Regions from separate parts of the Mus musculus genome. Here all the other regions are linked to region 3. Evidence: chromatin contacts called from public Hi-C, HiCAR-type and HiChIP or PLAC-seq data. All regions are on one chromosome and are shown on one strand. Each heading gives the region's core, a stretch centred on a gene start, on an enhancer-like site or on the middle of the called end of the contact. The rest is flanking DNA. Distances are from core to core; before and after follow the strand shown.

Region 1 (3,128 bases), core at 461-2,960, 1.2 Mb before region 3:
TCCTCCGGCACCAAGATACTGAAGGCATGGTACCCAGAGATGTGAGGACTGAACTTACAGATAAATGTACTTAGCACAAGCTGTTCTCCACAGCAACCTCCAAATACTCTCAGATGGTCTGAGATGAGGACTCTGGGAGTTCTTTCCAGTTTTAAGGTAGGAAACTGTGTGATGCATGATGTTGCCGGATTACTCTAAGCAGTTTGGTTTTAGTGGCCAAGATGGAAGTTTAGACACGGAATGTTTCCAGGAACATGTCTTCTAACATCTAGGTATCACTACTATATTGGGATATACAACTTCACATACTATCCCTTCCCCTCCCTGAGGACCCTTTTACTCCTCCCAAATTCAAGTCCAGAGAAACTGTGGGAGGAGGAGGAAGCCCTCTGTAATGCAGCCTTCATGACCGTGGCTGCTATTTACATATTCCGCACTGCCAGGTGCTTACTCCCAGTGGCTGTTTCTACATTCAACACTGATGTCCAGTTCAGAGGCTGCTTCGTGACAGTTCAGAACCTGTAGGCCTCAGAATTCATCAGGTGGCAACCAATGCTAGAGGGTTAGAATAAACTGGATCCTGCCTGTGTGGTGATATGCTTTCTCATTGTGTAGAAAGGCTGTTCAATTATCACCTTTAGTTTTCCTTCTGCAGTTTGTTTTTGAGCCTTCCTGTGGCGTGTAACTCTTACAGCCTTTAGAACGTATGGGTAGAATAGACATATGAGTGTATGTCTTGTGTGTGACTGGCCTTAGCCTAGGTATACACGGGACAGGAACAGAACACATAAGCAAATGCCTTGTTTTTTTTTTTTTTTTTCATAGAAGTGGTGGACAGTGCCCCTGAAGCTCAGGCATACCCTAGGATCTGGAAATCATATGTGCTTAGAGTTTTAAGTTGTATTAGTAGAGTGGGTCTTATAAATTGAGTAGAAGAGGTGATGAAATTTGCATGAAGTTATGTGGAGGAAGATAATTACCAAAACTACAGATTTCAGAGGGAATTTCCTAAGAGGCCAGGGTGGCTGGACAAAGTGTCAGAAAGCCCATTATAGAGGCGTGCCTTAAGAGATGCAGAGGCATACTTCAATATAACTAAGAGCACAGTAGGCTTGGCTGGTTGTCACTTTGAGAATGTCCTCGATAAAGGCAATAGAATGCCTAAAAAGCATTTCAAAGACATGAGGATAATGCAGGCTGAAGCCAGGGAGGTGCAACCCAGCACTGCTGCAACTGAAGTGGAAACCACATTTTAAAGGAAGTACAAACAAGGCTTTGGGAAGCCCAGGGTAGAGAATGTGGGAGAAAGCCAGGACCAAAGTGGCCTTGTGTGTGCAGGCCTGTTAGAATGCTAGGATGATGTATCTGTGTTGTCATCATGGCCTGCTCTTCTCTGATTCTGTAATCCTGAAGAGGTCTCCAGATGGCCACAGGGCTGTTCTGCTCAGAATTCTTCCCTGTGTGTACCCAGATGTACTCACTGTATAGCCTAGACAGCTCACATCCTTCCTCTACAGTCTTCTTTGGTGAGACCCTATTCCTCATGGTCTAGTGATAACTGCTTCCCATCCTCCCAGGGACGTCCCACACAAAAGGGCTTCTTATGCTGCTGTTGTTACAAACTGAAGAAAACTCATAGGGATTACCAGAGAGCTTCGGGCCTTCTGCATGACTTGTGCCTTATGTCACAGAACATTCCAAGGATTTTTTAAAAATTGATAAACAACAGAGCCCTGTGCCTGACTCACACATTCTTCTGTGATGCTTTCTAGATGTGGTCTAGCAACATGCTTTCCCTTAAAGTTTTCAGTGTCACCATTTAACATTCTCCTACTGATGCCAATGCTGTTGTTAGGAAAAAAAAAAAAAAAAAAAAAAAACACCTCTTCTTTTGCTGAGTCAGTCAACTAACTGATTGCTCTATTTTATGCTAAGAACTCAGCCAGCTGGTGTGTTCTAAGGAAGCTGTACCTGCACAGTGCCAAAATCAGTATGATGGGCAGTGAACTCGCTTGGAAAATAAAAGCAATCAGTGGCTTGATTACAATGCTTAAGATGGTGGACAATAGGGATCCAGATGGAGGTTCGTGGTTGATAAAATTGAGTTCTCTTTATTTTGTCAATCAACAGCAAGGCAACAATTGCTAGCTGAAACAGTGTTGTTGGGACACTGTGCAGGTATAAGCTATGCGTCCCACTAGAAGATAGAGAGTTGTAAATTCAAGGTGGTTTCAAACCTCCTCTTTACAGTTTTTAGGGAACACATAATAAAGAAAGATGAACAGTGCGAGGCAAAGCTTAGCTCAGCCTTGGCCACATTCTGGAACTTGCCTTAGGGTTAAGCCCCACTCCTAGCATTGATCAGCAGAGCGACAACTGTGAATGATTATCCTTTGTTTAATGAGCTTCTCAGGATCCTGTGAGTAAGCCACTCAGCTATAAGGAAATCCCTCTTCAATAATTTGGTGTTGGCGTGGTCCATAGCCTGGTTTGTTCATAGCCTAGATGTTGAGACAGCATCTCATTATGTAACCCAGAAGCTGGCCTCCGACTGAAGATGCTTTCCAACCTCTGAAATGCTAAGGTTGTAGGCACGGGTACCAGGCCCAGGTGCACAGGCAGTTTTAGAACCTCAGCTTACTAGTTCATCTTACAGGATGTGTGGACTCAGAATCAATCAGTGGATGTGTGGTTCAGAAATAGTCTAAATCCACAGGGGCAGCACAGCCATTTAAGGTGGACAGGGTCACATAGTTATAACAAAGATTCACATAACCCAGAGAGATGGGACTCACAGGCTCCTTTGCTGTCAGCAGACTAAAGCTAGCCTTCCACTGGACACAGGGGGTGGGGGGTCTGTTCTGTGTCAGTCCCTTTGTTGTTATTGTGACTATTGTTGATACAATTATTTGATTGTATTATTTTTTGATAGTCTGAAGACTTTTCAGGTAGTTAACCTATATGTTAGTCCAAGACAATCCCAGACACATTGACACATTGTACCAAAGAAAAAAAAAAACAAAATGACCCACTTTCAAATGTAGTGTGATCTGTGCCAGCAGCCTTCTTTGCAGGAGCCCCCCCCCCCCATAATGATGTCTTATGTTAGCATTGTGCTTTGAAGTCAG
Region 2 (3,139 bases), core at 406-2,905, 1.1 Mb before region 3:
AGAGACAAGGTGCCCAGACTCTACTCCCCACCCTCACTGTGGTCCTTGATGGATGGAGCCTTTGACTGACGGGTAGAACTTCAGTCATCAATTTCAATTGTGAAGCCTGACAGTAGGGAACAATATGGACCATGTGGTCCAGGAGATGATTGGCTTCACAGTTTGTACACAGACATGACCTTACACCCGGGTATTAACTTACATGCTGCAAGAACGTGGTTGCTATTAAATTATGTCAAGTGTTTGGTCTGAGTGATATGTTACAAGGGATTTTGACTCCTTCCTAAAATGCACGCACGGTAAAGCAGCCTCATTCTCTCTGTACCATATGTGTCAATATGTCTTTAAATAAAGTGCAAGAGCTCATAGGGTCCCATTGATACTGCACACCTAGATGAGCATGATGAGAGAGAAAGAGAGAAGAGAGGAGAGGGGGAGGGGAGGAGACCAGGCACAGTTGGAAAAGAAAGCCCATGTATCCAGCAAAGCATTGTAACTGTGACAGAGTTGCTAACATTGTGGTATATTTTTTTCCTAACTAGTAAAACATAGTTACAAAAACCCCATATTTAAAGTTTGTTTGCATTTTCTGCACAACTGAATAGCAGACCTGTGGTCTGGTCCTTGCTTCCTCCTTTCTTGTTTGTTTTGAAGGAGAGAGGGGTCCTGCAAAACCTAGTGAATGATGGTGCATTTTCTAAAATGATCACCTATCCCTACTCACAGCCCGTAACAAACGGAAACTCCCAAGGAACTCTGCCACAAGAGACAGAATGTCTACGTGCCTCTAGAAGCTCCTGGGGAAAGTGCCACATTTCAGTCGTGCTGAAGGATATTTAACTATATACTCACGTTCCCAGAGCCAGGGAGACACTGATGTTGTCACCCTACCGGGTGTGAACACACCCAGCCAGGGACATGTGGCTTACTCACTGCAGCTTCAGGGACATGATGGGATGTTCCTCACATCCCGGTACCCAACAGAGCATTGATAGAACCATGACTACAAATACCAAGGCAAGTGACTTTCCCAGAGGCTTGACCTTCACCATCCCTCCACGCTCAAGAACTGTGAACGGCACAGGGTGCAGAGTAACCTTCCTAAGTTTAGTGAGGGGCTTATCAGCACAGAAAACCACAAACAAAATCTAGCTTGCAATGAGAAACAGGGCTTTCCTGACCTTTATCCAGTTTTAAATCACCCCGAATCCATGTACAGTCTATGAAAAGGTGTTTGAAGTTTCCCCGTAGCTACACGTAAAAGTTCAGAGTCAGCAGCACAGGTAACTTTGGAGGCGGAGTTTGTAGGTTAGTGGTGTTCACTCTGCAGTATAGTATGTGGGAAGGGATGAGAGCCAGCGTGCTCAGTGCGCAGGCGCAGAGCCACAAGGCTGGACAAAACCCAGAAGCCACTGCCCAGCACCCATTTCTTTACAGTTGGGAAACCAGAAGCCCCAGAAATGTTTGCGTTTAAGGAAAAGCCCCAGTAATAGACCTACTCTGTCTGCGTTCCCTCTCTGCTGGGATAGAGTCCCGGAGCCATCTGCCTTCCCAGTGACAGCATGCTGCTTATGCAAATGAGGGCCTACACAAAGGTGGCTTCAGTGGAGGGTGTGACTTGTTTCCCTGGCAGGATCCCCCTACTTTAGGGACTCAGGAGAGAGCTGATGGGCTGAGCACAAAAGGTTACAGTGTAGTCTAATGTATGCGCCTTTCCTGCGGAACCCTAAGAGTGCCCCACTAAAGAGAGTTTACACCAGCCTCATCCGAATTTAAAAGAGACATTTATTGCATTCAGAGAATGTGGTGACTTCCACTGTGTGTCCCCCAGCAAAGGTCTGCTTTGAAAAGGCCTTTTATCATGCAGGAAGAAAGCGTGGTCAGCCAGGGGATAGAGAACTCCAGGGGGGAGGGCACCACTGAGCCCCAAGCAACTTTGGCTGTCAGGTTTTCCCAGTGCCCTGGGCCTGGCCTTTCCATCGCTCCTTAATTGATTGGGTTAATATAAACCCCAGCGTTGCCGAGTTTGTGTGGCCCTCATAATAAGGCTGTTGTGGGCTTCTCTCTGCTCTTGTGTCCCTCGCTTAAGAATGCATCACTCCACACAGTTCCAAAGTGTTAGCAAGTGAAAGGAGGTACAATCACTTCATTAATGATTTGTAAACAGAATAACCAAGCCGCCACCACCTGCACGGGCTCCGGAGTAGGAGACAGCTCTGTTCAAGCTCTGCCCAGTGCCACAGCCGGAATTCAGGCTGCAGAGTAAATAAATGGCCTAGCCAGCCCTTTCACACTGTTGCCAAAGGCTGTGAGTCAAGGAACGACCATGTCTTCATATTTGGAGAGGCATTTCAGAAGGACATGAGATTAGGATTTTTTTTTTAAGGAAAGCAAAGAAGCCTGCCATGAATACTGATAATTTTAGAAACAGAACATGAGTATAGATGAAGCCCAAGCAATGTGGCTGTTCTGAACAGCAGTGTATGTGATAGCAGCCTGTTTCAGGTTTGCTTTTCTCCACCCTGACCACACCCTGTCATGATAACATCCCCTAGGACGTGTCATCCTTCAGGGAGAACACAGAACTCGGGCTGCTGAAGGTGGTAGAGTCAGGGCTAAGTATGAACTCCTCTATGAACCCATGAGAGGACAAACTTCATGTTGTATTTGAAGTCATGACACATCATGGTCATGTGTTCATGGATCATTTCCATCTCTGGCACCTGTGGTCTTTGGAGGGTCAGGAGCCAGTGCTCTATTGTTTGCTTTCTGTGTGGTCCTGAGAACCCAGCTCTATGGGATACACCTACCCTCCTCCACGGCCTCAGTGGATAGGATGGCTAAAAGAGACCGGTCATCCTGTGAAATTAACACCTTCACAGGAGGAGAGTGTAGTAAAGGCGGGAAGGTTAATACCATGAACTTCCAAGCTATGCTTGTGTTAAAGCCCCACCCCACCCCACCCTTGCTGTCCTGATGGCTGCTTAGAACTTTGTTGTTGTGTCTAGAGTGTTGAGATGCTGATGGTCTAGAGGCAGATAGATTGTCTTGAGCTAACTTTAACTCCTTAATTTGGTCACTTGCTGCACACCTCTGCATCTGACTTAGCATCCTTCTTACTGTCACAGCAAACCTTTTT
Region 3 (3,550 bases), core at 295-2,794:
TTGTCTCCAGTCCATCACTACAATTGATCCCTGGTTCCCTGGGACCTGGACAAGACAAAAAGCAGCCTGGCTGACTACAGCATTCATTCGGTGTCACGGATCTGGCTGCTGCAGGAGCTGGAGCGCCACGATCCAGGCCTAAGCAGAAGCCAGGCGCTCACAGGCAGGAGAACTCTGCCGCCCTCTACTAGCTTCAGAGCCCACCGAGAATAAAATGGAAGCTCAGGCCCGCGCGCCAGGTTTCAGAGTCCTCGTGCTCTACCTAGCAAGCTTCAAGGAGACACCTGTTGGGCGGGCGCCCCCTCCCGGGCCAGCTCACACCTGACCCCTACGAATCCCAAGCGCCCCCCATTGACGCTCCTTTACATCCAGCGTACTAGTGCCCATCCTGGCCATCGACTCCCCTCACTTGGGGAAAGGGAGCAGGTATGGTCGAGAAAGTTTAGGGGCTGGGACCTAAGGGCTCAAGGGACCCGCGAGTCAACTCCTGGACCTCAGGTTACCTGAACCACCTCACGACTGCGACACTTCACAAGCTGGCCCATGTCCTTTCGGGAAGTGGCAGTGGATACTCTAGCAAAGTCAAGTCAGCTCTCCTGACAGGAACCTCTCCCCCAATTTCGAACAGGCATTCAACTTAACAAAAGAAAACAAAAACTCTTTTTGGACCAGAGTGGCGTTTGTTGAAGCGAGTCACTCACTGGCGTGTTCCAGACGTTAACGGACATGATGTTCCTAACACGGCCTGAAATCTTCTCTGTGGACTTGGACAGAAGCCTCACCACGGGGCCTCCCACAGCTTCAAACCGAAACGCTCAGATTCCGGGTAGATGCTTGGCAGCCCAGGCACCAGGAGCAGGAGACCGGACGGGAAGCCACACGGGCAGCCTCAGCCTGGAGTACAGGCGGACAGAGGACTGTAGAAGTGGGATGCCCAGGCAACTCTGCAGGTGTCTCCACACTGCCCTCCATCTCCCTGCGGTGTCTGCCCTGGACACCGCATGCGACCTGGGCTGCTATCTTCAGGGTGATGAGGGGTGCCCGATCCGTATGTTCTCCAGGTGGATCGGACCTGGCCCGACTGCAGGAGGCCTTTGCTGACCAGTGCTAGGCGAGCAAGAGCGCCGGCAGTGCCCGGATGGGGCCCCGGGAAGGAGAAAGGTGGCTGGGCCAAGGCGGGAGTCGGCGGCGGGGTGCGCGGACGTGGCTGAGAGGATGTGCCAGTGGGAGGGGGTGAGCGCTACGCCCAGTTTGGCCAGGCTGGGCTTCACCGCTGCAGGCTGCGGGCCGGGGCGGGAGTGGAGAGAGGCCGCTGCGCGACAAAAGCCTGCACGTCCCTCCCTCCAGCCTCTGGCTGCCACTCCTCCGCCTTCCCCTCCACTTCCCACCCCTCCGCTCTCTGCCCCTCCCCCGGCCTCAGCGGGGCCTCGGCGGCGGGCGGAGCAGGGGAGGGGCGGGCACCAGAATATGCAGATGAGAGTGTGACGGACAGCTCGGCGTTCCAATGTCCCTCGGAAACTCGAGCGCTCCTTCCTCAACTCCTCACTCCTGACTGCAGACTCCCCCAAATCCCGACCGCCGGCCTGGCGCGCGGCTGCGCCCACCGGCTCCGCGCTGCCGCTACCGCCGCCCCGCCGATCCTCCAGCCCCGCGCCCAGCCTAGCGCCCACCAGCCCAGCCTGCTCCGGCCCGCGGCCTCGGTGCGCCCCGGCCGGGCGTGGATGGAGGGCGCCGCGCGCGCTGCCCGCTGCTCCGTGTGACGCGGGCCCCGCGCCCCGCGCCCACCATGTCCTACCCGCAGGGCTACCTGTACCAAGCGCCCGGCTCGCTGGCGCTCTACTCGTGCCCCGCGTACGGCGCGTCCGCGCTGGCGGCGCCGCGCAGCGAGGAGCTGGCGCGTTCGGCGTCGGGCTCCGCGTTCAGCCCGTACCCCGGCTCGGCGGCCTTCACAGCGCAGGCGGCAACCGGCTTCGGCAGCCCGCTGCAGTACTCGGCGGACGCCGCCGCCGCCGCGGCTGCCGGCTTCCCGTCCTACGTGGTAACTGCTTTGGGGTGGGGGCTGGGGAGACCCGGACCAGGGAGTGAGTTGAGCTGAGCGCTGGGGACGCGTTGCGGGTGGCAGCTCCAAAGTCACCAGCACCCGTTGCCGCACTAAACAAGGGACGGGACTGACCTGCAGAGCTCGTAGGCTGATTTCCCTTGAGCTCGTGCGAAGTGCTACTCCACCCGTGCCTGGGCCAAGAGTAATCTCTAATCCGCGCGTGCCGATTGCTGGGGCTGCGAAATCTGTCCACTGCTCTCCGCGTGGTTCCAAGCTGAGGGCCCCGGCTGCCCAGGCCTCTAGGGCCAATGCCGCAAGCTTTGGGTTTCTTGGCCAGACTGGTGGCGGCGGGGTCACGGGGTGGGGGGGTGGGGATGCGGGTGGGGGGGGGGTGGGGTGGGGATAGGCTGAGCCTGTGGCTCTCGCCCTAGACCCAGGCCGAAGCTCTTTAGTGTTGGCCGTTTTCTGTCTCGCTGACCCGGCTTTCAGGGAAAAAAAAATAATGTGTTAACGGGTTTGGGACCCGCTAAGTGCTGCCAGAGTTCGTAGTAGGCCTATGGGTTCCAGCTCCGTAGATCCGGGATCTGTCTGAGCATCTCTGAGTTCTGAAAACAGGCCCCGCCAGAGCGGGTCTTGGCAGTTTTGGGGTGTGTGAAGACATTGTGTATGGGCGGAGGGGGTTTGCTCTAGGTGGAATTCCCTGGGTAGGAACCAGGCCTTGGGAAAAGGTTACAAACCTCTCCTAGTTAAACGTTAAAGGATGAATTAAAATGCTAATTACTACGTAGTTGAAGAATTGGAAACGCTGACTGGCTTCTGAGTTGCAAATTGGATTTACTCTGCTTTAGAGGGTGAATAGCGGAGTGGGGTTCCGAAGTATTTTTTAAGCTACATAAGGGAGGGAAGGGAAGGAGGGAGCAGAGCGGGAAGCCTATGATGAAATTTAGATATAAAGAAACTACTTGCTGTAGTGCGGGACTATCCAGATATGTTTGCAGACACTGTTCGCGCTACTCGGGAAACTATGTCGTTTTAGAAAAAGTAAAGTGTTAAAACAAAATCCTAGAATCAAATGGCAATAGTTTTGTTTTCCAACAGCTAGCCTTGTATTTTTCTGGTTCTCTGGCTAAAGAAAGATTTCCAACCCAGAGAAGCCTAGCAGGAAAGGCAGCAAGGGGCTGACGGAGGGTCGCCTTGGGGGTGACGCCTGAGGGGCCCATGCACCTTCCACTCACAGGCTGTTGTGGGTTCCAGGGCTCGCCATACGACACGCACACCACCGGAATGACTGGCGCCATCAGCTACCATCCATATGGCAGTGCGGCCTATCCATACCAGCTCAACGACCCCGCGTACCGTAAGAACGCTACGCGGGACGCCACTGCCACACTGAAAGCCTGGCTCAACGAACACCGAAAGAACCCGTACCCCACCAAGGGAGAGAAGATCATGCTGGCCATTATCACCAAGATGACCCTCACGCAGGTCTCCACCTGGTTCGCCAACGCG
Region 4 (3,489 bases), core at 77-2,576, 1.3 Mb before region 3:
TGTCATTTGTTCTTCCTAAATGAAAATTATTAAAATGTACTTATGTGAGAAATACTCACTTGATCATCAGCTGTGACTCTTATAAACTGACCGGAACCAAATAATTATTTATAAAATAATTACACCAAGTAGTGAATAATGGGGATAAAATCTGTAATTACATTGTTTTAGACACATGTATTTATCATGTTTTCAAAGTAAAACTTGGTATTCAAAGACTTAAAGGTTTATTGAAATATAACCACAGAAATTATAACATTCAGTACATAGTGTAATTGCACAAATTAAATGTCTCTTTTGGCTTTATAATTCCCAATTATGTTACTAAACTTGAAAATATATTTTAATGGTTTCACAGGAATGAATGGATTTGGAATCATCATGCAGAATCACAATAAAGTTAAATGACCTATTTAAGTCCCAGATAAATCTGTCTTATCTAGAACAGATGATTTTCAAAGCCCTTAGGCATATTAAATACAGGGAAGAAATAACAGATTCAAACGTATAGATGTTGGCACTAGTGATGGATCTGACAGTCTCTCACATCAAGTTTTCAGAATTTTTTTCAGAAGTCTTAGAGGAAAATCGAACATTCTGCTGATTGTTGGGAAAAGTTTTCAAAATTAAGATTGTTTCCTATATTCTTAATTATATATATATATATATATATATATATATATATATATATATATATCCTTGCAGACAAGAATGTCCTCTCTCTCAAGAGCCAATCATGGCACTCAAAGAGTCTCCTCTGCTGTGCTGACCCTCCTCTTTTTAGGTATGATACACAAAGATAGAATGGATAACATCACCCTAACAAGGATCACTAAGGAATAGCACAGACATTGGCCACTTGGTTAAAGTCTCTGAATTGTTCATGTTTCAGAAATACTGTTACCCTGGCCCATAACTTCAATAAACTTCTCGGTTTTAATACTTTCTATTTGTTCAGTAGTTCAAATTCAAGGCTGTTTCACCAGTCCACGTGGTTTTACTCATCCTGTTCAGGTCAGGAGCATTGGTGGTCCATATACTATGTTTATTTGTGTGAGTTTTCTTGGGGCAATGTGAACATAGGTCTAATCACCCCAGACAGAAAGTCAGCAGCAGGCTACAGGAAATATTTCTTTTCAGTCTAGCTTGGTGAGCAAACAGATTTGGGGAGTTACTCACGGGACCATGGATAAAAGGTTGCTTTAGAGGGTGTTGGTGACTCAGCAAAAAACATCTGATTGACTCAAAGTCCACGTCCACATGGAAAGGTTTATTCCAGGGCCTTCCTGCCTAACTCTCATCTCACGTAGCAACTCTGTCATCCTCTATCTCCAGCTGCTGTTTACATTTATATGACTTTTAGGATGTGGTGACTCTTACAGCTTCTTGAATATTCCAGGCCTTATTGGTTTCCTTAGCTTTCTAAGTCTCCTTAGCCTAGCTCCACCTTCCTAGAAGGACAGCTCAGTTCACAGGACATGGCTACAAGGCCACCTCCTGTGTGCCCATCAGACTCAGCATAGAGAAAAGGAAGGATTATATTGTGGTGAGGGATGAGGCATGGTGTGGGCTTCCATGATTTGGTTCTATGGTTTAAATAGCTTCTTGGGGGATCCCCTTCACCAGGTTGAAGTGAGCCATCATGACATTGATCCTGTAGCACCCTGGTGAGCAACCCCAATGCAGTTTGAGAGCAGCTTTGCTAGGTTCCAGGGGAAAGCAGATCATTGGAAGAAACACCTGATGATGCCCAGGTGGGCTTCCCTGGGGAAAAATGGAATTGACACCAAGTACCAAACTGACAAAAATGCGTATTTGAAAAAAATAAAGATAAGGGAGGCAGCTGCTTCTGGCCTACCTGCAGTTTTATTGTTACATTTGTTGATGACCCAAAGCCTCAAGTTACCATGAACACTTAATCAATGTTTCAGCTGAGGTTAAAAATATCACTGATATAAGGAATTAATCCAACTGAGAATTTTCCATCAAGAAATTCCTACCATTTCACTGAGCATGGGGTCCCTAATGAATTAGTTAGAGAACGAACTGAAGGAGCTGAAGGGGTTTGCAGTTCATAGGAAGAATAATATCAACCACCTTAACCCCCTCCGCCCCCAGAGCTCCCAGGGACTAAACCACCAACCAAAGAGTACACATGGAGGAACCCATGACTCCAGCTGCATATTTAGCACAGGATGGTCTTATCTGGCATCAGTGGGAGGAGAGGCCATTGGTCCTGTGAAGGTTCGATGCTCCAGTGTAGGGGAATGCCAGGGCAGTGAGGTGGGAGTGGGTGGGTGGGAGAACACCCTCATAGAAGCAGGTGGAGGGAATAGGGATTTGCAGAGGGGAAACCTGGAAAGCAGATAACATTTGAAATGTAAATAAATCAAATATCCGATTAAAAAAAAAAAGAAATCCCCACCAACTAAGACCCCTAATGTTGGCTGTGCGTGTGCAAAGACAGAACCAAGTTAACTCAATTTTCCACTCTCTTTTCACACACTTTTCTCCAGCGCCTAGAGCAGTAATGGCAGTCAGTCTACACAGCCTGCTGTGCTTACCTGTCATGTCAGAGCCCAGCTGTTTGTTTGCCAGGCTGTGATCTATACTGTCCTATTAGCTTAATTATCTTAAAAGATCTTAAAAGCCTTGGGCTAGTGCATGCCGATTAGAAATAGGGTTAACTGGGAATAAATACACATTTAATGCTTATAATTCATTACTGCAGATGGAAAGGCCTAACTATGGCACAATATACTATTAATCACTATAATACCTGAAGTCCCATTAAGCAAATCCATTTATATTTTCTTCGGACAAAGCCCAAGCTAATTCCTCAAAGGAATTCCAAGATACCAACATTTTCTTTTCTCCTAAGCCTGAAATGCACAAAGATTTTCTGTGCGATGGCCAAGGCCACATATATGGCAAAATGATGGGGTACAGTTTTAAGGCTCACATCTCTCAGTCAAAAAAGAAAAAGCAACATTCAGACCAGTTTTAATTTTTTTTCCAAATAAAATATTTTTATACCCAATTATGGAATATGTAGCTGCTCCATTGTGATATTTTTGAATTGTCTTGAATGCCATTCAGGTTTGCAATCATGTTATGCTCTCAGAAATTATGTCTAATGAAAGAACAACTTTTCTAATTTTTTTTCAATTTGTTTATGAAAAAGTTACACATAACAAACATCAGTTTCGGGCTGAAGACAGTTAATTCTATGGTCACACTTTATGGCAAAGGCAATAAATCACATTTATAGTGGAAAACCTGACACAATATATTCTGTGCTCACTCAGTCCACAACAGAGAGGACTTAAAGAGTTTTGAAATGTTTTCAAGTGAAAGCATCAACAGCAGTACATTCAAAGCCACTTCCAATGAATTCTGTCTCCTGAAATCACCACAAAAAAATAACAGGTAACTTTCATATCCTGGCCACATGTATTCAATCTTCTCCTAAGTATTTTCACCCCAACA

The links. A called contact is a pair of places that touch in the nucleus more often than the background predicts. HiCAR-type assays count read pairs that join an accessible place to other places. HiChIP or PLAC-seq counts read pairs in DNA pulled down with a chosen protein or histone mark.
Region 1: a contact with region 3 is called in a Hi-C map of embryonic fibroblasts, with 2.9 times the contacts expected there. The contact joins the enhancer-like site here to the promoter of Irx2 in region 3. A contact is called at or near these places in 4 of 39 promoter capture datasets (the 3T3-L1 cell line, cranial neural crest, hippocampal neurons and 1 more), 2 of 484 Hi-C or Micro-C datasets (embryonic fibroblasts and tail fibroblasts) and 2 of 115 datasets of contacts at active chromatin or transcription factors (embryonic stem cells and neural tube).
Region 2: a HiCAR-type map of astrocytes shows a contact between it and region 3, with 6 times the contacts expected there. The contact joins the enhancer-like site here to the promoter of Irx2 in region 3. A contact is called at or near these places in 3 of 39 promoter capture datasets (embryonic stem cells and hippocampal neurons), 2 of 484 Hi-C or Micro-C datasets (both in embryonic stem cells) and 10 of 115 datasets of contacts at active chromatin or transcription factors (the NIH/3T3 cell line, astrocytes, embryonic forebrain and 4 more).
Region 4: a contact with region 3 is called in an H3K27ac HiChIP or PLAC-seq map of the NIH/3T3 cell line, with 5 times the contacts expected there. The contact joins the enhancer-like site here to the promoter of Irx2 in region 3. A contact is called at or near these places in 3 of 39 promoter capture datasets (the 3T3-L1 cell line, cranial neural crest and hippocampal neurons), 2 of 484 Hi-C or Micro-C datasets (embryonic fibroblasts and mammary gland) and 4 of 115 datasets of contacts at active chromatin or transcription factors (the NIH/3T3 cell line, embryonic forebrain, embryonic midbrain and 1 more).

The regions. Positions count from the first base shown.
Region 1 is chr13:71,436,206-71,439,333 of GRCm38.p6, forward strand. No RefSeq gene overlaps it. Among named protein-coding and RNA genes, the nearest start is that of Gm40998, 43 kb to the left of the region's middle. Within about 2 kb of position 1,711, at least 27 of the 459 cell types and tissues checked have an H3K27ac peak or open chromatin away from gene starts, as enhancers often do. A contact at or near this core is called in embryonic fibroblasts, where this site is marked.
Region 2 is chr13:71,506,141-71,509,279 of GRCm38.p6, forward strand. The region is part of intron 1 of 1700112M02Rik (a long non-coding RNA gene); the gene reads left to right. Among named protein-coding and RNA genes, the nearest start is that of 1700112M02Rik, 20 kb to the left of the region's middle. Within about 2 kb of position 1,656, at least 60 of the 459 cell types and tissues checked have an H3K27ac peak or open chromatin away from gene starts, as enhancers often do. A contact at or near this core is called in astrocytes, embryonic forebrain, oligodendrocyte precursor cells and 1 more, where this site is marked.
Region 3 is chr13:72,627,276-72,630,825 of GRCm38.p6, forward strand. It overlaps Irx2 (Iroquois homeobox 2), which reads left to right and starts at 1,545. Exons shown (of 5, transcript NM_010574.4): 1 at 1,545-2,038; 2 at 3,296-3,550. The coding sequence starts at 1,787. It overlaps Gm20554 (predicted gene, 20554), which reads right to left and starts at 1,289. Exons shown (of 1, transcript NR_030701.1): 1 at 1-1,289.
Region 4 is chr13:71,362,790-71,366,278 of GRCm38.p6, forward strand. No RefSeq gene overlaps it. Among named protein-coding and RNA genes, the nearest start is that of Gm40998, 30 kb to the right of the region's middle. Within about 2 kb of position 1,327, at least 8 of the 459 cell types and tissues checked have an H3K27ac peak or open chromatin away from gene starts, as enhancers often do. A contact at or near this core is called in the NIH/3T3 cell line, where this site is marked.